2 separate regions of the Rattus norvegicus genome follow, and region 1 is linked to region 2. Evidence: chromatin contacts called from public Hi-C data. All regions are on one chromosome and are shown on one strand. The core of a region is the stretch at or near the end of the contact, and the rest is flanking DNA. Distances in the headings are between cores, read along the strand shown.

Region 1 (2,791 bases), core at 103-2,602, 200 kb before region 2:
GTCATGAAAGTGGGACAGGGCTACCTAGCTGCAATACTTAGGAAAGTGGGTTCTGCATCCCCCTTGGGCAGCAAGGTAGAGCTGGCCCTGATTGCAGGGGTTGCTGGTGAGTCAGCCCTGAGCAGGAGAACCAGTGGGCTGACTAGCTCAGATACTTCTCAGGCCCAGATCCAGGGCTTTAAATTGGCTAACCCCAACATCTACTCCATCTATGAACTGCTGGAATACATGGAGGGGCCAGTCCTACAGATCCAGACTACAGGATCTCCATGACACAAGGCAACAACAGCACATCTGAGAGGAGTTCAAACATCCAGTGTTGATAGAGTAACAGAAGTCAGTGGGGCCTTGTACCAGACCAATGACTCATTGCAATGAACATTTGCAAGCAAAGAAGAGTGGACAAGTGGGTACGCTGTGTGACACACTGTGTGACACATTGCTGTTTCCATGAAGAGGTTTTTTTTTTCTCTGTTGGGGGGTGTTGCCATGATGGAGGGCAGGTGGGGGGGGGGAGGAATGAGTGGGACTGGGAGGTCTGTGATGTGAAGCTCACAAAGAACCAATAAAAAGAATAAAAAATGGTGCTGGTGTGATGACTCAGCCATTGAGAGGACTTGTTGATCTTCCAGAGGACCTGGGTTTGATTCTCAGCACTCACATGGTGGCTCACAACCGTCTGTAAGTCCATTGGGTTCCAACACTTCTGCCCTACGTGCATTCGGCATGCGAACGATAAAGCTACATACATATAGACAAAACACCATAAAGATAAAAATAAATCTTTAAAATTTTAAAATGAGAAAATAAAAGATCTAAGGAAGGCTCCAGGGACCAACATCAATTCTGAAAAGGCAGGATGGGGAAAGAAAATCCATGACTGGAACAGCGCGTGACCGACCCCCATCAGCAAGAGCCTCTTCCGCACGGTGGATTTTTAAAAAGATTCAGGGACCTAAGTGTGAAGATGTCCCTAAAAGTTGCTTAACAGCCTCTGTTTGGAGCTGTGCTGTCTCCCATAGGCACATGCAGCTCCCCTCCCCCATGCGGAGCACAAATCTTCCTGGTGGGTGTGGATCTGGACGGCCCTTCAGCTCCTTGGGATCCGTCCCTGGCATCCAAAGCGGCCTGGGTATTTTGCCCGAAGTCTGTGCTTAGCGCTAACCCAAGACAAATAGTCTTAAGGCAGCTCACCAGTTGGTTCAGCTGATTTATTTGACACAAATAAGCTCACTGACCTGATTTAGCATTGCAGGGGACCACAGACCTAGTCAGGCATGATCTTAAGGACCTCGCTTTTGGCTGCAGCCAACGCGGCTCAGGGCTGGTGTCTGGCGGCGCGCATGCTGACAGTTGCTGGACTTTGCCACTTGGTGGCGCCAGTTGCATAGGCTTTTTTCTATCCCTAATGCGAGCCTGATGTTGATTGTGGTTCAGGCTTCCCCAGGATGCCCCCGCCCCCCCCAAACAATGACTATGAGTAGAGAGCTATCTGCTGGAGCAGCAAATCAGGACTCCTTCATAGGCCTGGCATTTTGGGGGACCAGGGCCCTCACAGAGGAGAAAATAGAAAAGAGCTACTGTCCTTTGGCACACCCTTCTCAGCCTCGGTCCGGGCCAGGACGAAACGTCCTTCAGTGACAAACCTCCTTCAGTGACAGGGAACAGGAACATGAAGGAACCTTTGCTTTAGCAGGGGGTGAGGGTGGGATTACCCTCCACGGTGAAGAGAGCTTCTTGCCCCTACTGCGTAGGAAGTGGGGGTCCTCAGTGGGGTCCTTGGGAGTAGCAGCTTAGGCGTTTGCCCTGAAATTTGTTCTTTGGCCCAGGGTTGGAACTACTGTTTAAGCAAAAGTTTACACTTAAAAAAAAAGAGTTATTATTTTTAGTTATGTATATGTGTGGTGGCGGTGTCCCATGTTAGCTCGAGGCGTCGGACGCCCTGGAGGCCACCTGACATAGGTACGAGGAATCGAACTTGGGTCCTCTGGAAGAACAGTACATGCTCTTAACGACTGGACCATCTCTCCAGCTTCCTTTTCTTTTCTTTCTTTCTTTCTTTCTTTTTTTTTTTTTTTTCTTTTTTTCGGAGCTGGGGACCGAACCCAGGGCCTTGCGCTTTCTAGGCAAGCGCTCTACCACTGAGCTAAATCCCCAACCCCTCCAGCCTCCTTTTCTATCCACTGGTCATTGCCAGGAAGGGATTTAGGAGAATGTCCTAGAAGGGGAAGTTAGCATTTTAGGCCAGCTCTGGCAAGTGGGCTGCATCTTACCGTCCTGTGGTCCTTGTTATGAGAGAGAGAGAGAGAGAGAGAAAGAGAGAGAGAGAGAGAGAGACTATCATACATAGCTGTCTCCAGCTAAGAGATCTGGGAAAATAACTGCCGTTTGAACGGCTCAGTCTATGCTGTGGTGGTGCTAGTTAACCAATACTCGGTCTTCGGAAGGGCCAACTTCCCAGTTGATCTCCAAATTCAGAGAAAAGCTACCTCCTTAGTTTCCTTGGCCCTGCTGTGTCTCTGTGTACCTTAGCCTGAATGTCTTTCTGCGAATGGTTTAAACGGTAACCTCTGGGGGTCTTTCTACTGTATTTTAGGATTGAAGGTGGCTCACACGACCTGGAAAACATTGACCTAAGCCAGTCACTGGAGGGAGACAGCCCACCCCACCCCCCAGTGCAGCATTCAGTAATGTCTGGAGGCTTTTGATTACACATCTTTATGAGTACGTGGACATGTGTGTGACATGGAATTATTGTAGAGGCCAGAGGACAGCTTGCAGTAGGCTGTGG
Region 2 (2,852 bases), core at 116-2,615:
TCTCTACATGAGCAGCATGATACTCATATTGCCCTTCAATAAATGAATAAGTAAATGTAATTAAAATAACAGAACATCTTTGCAGCCCGATTGGTAGAGCCCTTGCCTAGCGTACACAAAACCTTGGGTTCTATCTCCAGTACCACATAAACCTAAGCTGGTGGTGCACACCTTGGAGGCAAATCACAAGTTCAAGGTCATCAAAAGCCACTATACACTGCTAGCCTAGGCTATAAGCTATAGAGCTAGCCTAGGCTATAAATGATAGAATGGCCCTTGTGGGGCTGGGAAGGGTCGGTGGCTGTGTGTAGTGTGCTGAAAATGGAAACCCGAGTATCACAGACACTAAGCAAGCCCTATATCAGCCCTTAAGAAAGAAAGAAAGAGGGGCTGGGGATTTAGCTCAGTGGTAGAGCGCTTACCTAGGAAGCGCAAGGCCCTGGGTTCGGTCCCCAGCTCCGAAAAAAAGAATCAAAAAAAAAAAAGAGAGAGAGAGAGAGAGAGAGAGAGAGAGAGAGAGAGAGAGAGAGAGAAAGAAATTTTTCATTTTGAGGCAGGACCTCACTAAGTGGCCCTGACAGGCCTTGAACTTGTGAGTTTCCTGTTCGGTCTTTCAAGTATCTGGAGTATTGGGGCTGTCATCCTAGCAGTGGGGAGGCTGAGGTGTGAGGATTGCTGCACATTTAAGGCTAACCTGGGCTACGTAGTGAGCTCCAGGCAAAGCCAGAGCTATACAGCAACATCCCAGAGAGAGACAGTGGTAGACAGAAATAGAGAGGTGATAGATTGATAACAGATAGATAATAGGAAATAGATGATAGAATATAGATAGATAGATAGATAGATGATAGATAGATAGATAGATAGATAGATAGATAGATAGATAGATAGATGACAGACAGACAGATCTCGATGAGAAGCTAACAGAACCTGCACCGGCCTTGCTCCTGTTCAGCCGGTTTCATCTGCAGTGCAAGCTCCCAAGGTTCCCTTCTCACTCCTATTTAGTAGCAATTGTACTGACATGGCCGGGTCACCTCGACCTCCCGGAGGGAGCTTCAGACTGGGACTCTATTGCCAGGCAGACACACACCCCTTGACTGCTCTGTCACATTAGCTGTGGGGTACTGTCATTGAGTACTTTCACAGAGTGCCTGGCTAAGCCTTCTGTCTCCTCCCCCAGAGAGAAAACAATAGGCGGAATTTTAATGGGGTGGGAATAATCGGGGACTCGGAGAATGAATGGAGGGGAATGAATGAATCACCACCCTAATTTGTGTCTTCTGAGGCAATAGGTGTGCAGTCTCCATTTCTCAGAGCTAGGGGAATGTCTGCCAAAGTAAATTAACTTTCCCACGTCAGTGAGTCATTTGGCTCGAGTTGCAGCCTCGGAACTGAGAGAGAATGGGAGAGACCACAGGGCAGGGAGGAGTCCGACTGACTCAACGAGGAGGAAGCAGTGTCTCTCTCTCTCTCTCTCTCTCTCTCTCTCTCTCTCTCTCTCTCTCGCTCGCTCTCTCGCTCTCTCGCTCTCTCGCTCTCTCCCCCCCCCTCTTTGCCTCTATGTCTATCTCTCTCCCTCCCTCTTTCCCTCTTTCCCTCTCTGTGTGTCTCTCTGTGTCTCTCTCCCTCCCTCTCTCCCTTCCTCCCGCTCCCTCTCTCGCGTTCCAGCTCTTCAGAGGTGGTCGGGACGTCGGAAGCTCCCCTCCGGACACACGAAATGTGACAGGGCCAGGCTGACGATCCTGAGCCCCTCTCTTCCATCCGGTGCTCTTGTCCCACGGGTGCCAGACCTTGGCTATTCCCACACTCCAGCGGCTGGGGAGCTTCAGGGCAGAACAGCAGAGATCAAAGCCAGAGCCAACAGGTCCTTAAGAAGAAAGGGCTGGGAGGAGCCGGCAGCGATGGACTTAATTACCTACTCCTCGGGCTTGGGGGTTTTTATGAGCAGGTCTGCCTGTCTCCTAGAAACCGGACCAGAGGCGGTGAACCCAGCATAAAAGAAATTGACGTGAGACAGGAAGGCAACTTTCTGACCTCTGAGATGACGATATTCTAATAGGCCCACTCTCCCGGCTCAAGCATTCGCTAGCTGCCTATTTCCTGTAGGAGGCGATGGGTTTCAAAGCTGCCCTTTCTGAGCGCGGTCCCGGCGCCCCCGTTAATCCTAGCGTGCGGGAGGCAGAGGCGGGCAGATCTCTGAGCTCCAGGCCGGCCTGCTCTACAGACTGAGTTCCCCAACCGTCGGAGCTACACAGACAGACCCTGTCTGGAAAAACAAAACAAACAAACAAAACCAAAGAACACGGGCTTTGGGAGTCTCAAGACCTGGGTTGGGGGTTGGGGATCGTGGCCGGGTGACTTGGGAAATTGTCTTCAGTGACTTTGTAAAATAGTGTATGCTTGTGCCTTCGTGTTTTAGGAAAGGTTGCCGGAGCCACGTTCCTTCTTGTAGATCCCCCAAATCCGTGAGCACTGACACCTCCTCCTGATTACTTAAGTCTGGATGAGTAACACGCAGCTCACCAGGTTCTCATCAGCATCGAACATCATGGGCATCCCTGGATGTCGAAGGTGTACACGTTTTCCTTTTTCATACGGACCACTTATGTCCTCAGCAAGTGCTGTAGTGATGAGCTGCACCCCTGCCCCCTTTTAACTAAAAAAAAAGAAGTTAAGATTTAAATACTTTAAAAGGGGATTGTATGTGTAAGGGCGTTTTTCCCACATGTGTGTGTCAGTACACTGTTTGTGTGCCTGGTATCCACAGAGGCCAGGGGGAGATGTTGGATCCCCTAGAACTGCTGTTAGAGCCAGTCGTAAGCCACCACGTGGTGTGCTGGAGTCCACGC

The links. A called contact is a pair of places that touch in the nucleus more often than the background predicts.
Region 1: a contact with region 2 is called in a Hi-C map of Schwann cells, with 4 times the contacts expected there. The contact joins two enhancer-like sites. A contact is called at or near these places in 2 of 12 Hi-C or Micro-C datasets (Schwann cells and mammary epithelial cells).

What each region holds. Positions count from the first base shown.
Region 1 is chr12:43,962,287-43,965,077 of GRCr8, reverse strand. No RefSeq gene overlaps it. Among named protein-coding and RNA genes, the nearest start is that of Spring1, 26 kb to the left of the region's middle. Within about 2 kb of position 1,352, at least 9 of the 93 cell types and tissues checked have an H3K27ac peak or open chromatin away from gene starts, as enhancers often do. A contact at or near this core is called in Schwann cells, where this site is marked.
Region 2 is chr12:43,762,079-43,764,930 of GRCr8, reverse strand. No RefSeq gene overlaps it. Among named protein-coding and RNA genes, the nearest start is that of Med13l, 98 kb to the right of the region's middle. Within about 2 kb of position 1,365, at least 33 of the 93 cell types and tissues checked have an H3K27ac peak or open chromatin away from gene starts, as enhancers often do. A contact at or near this core is called in Schwann cells, where this site is marked.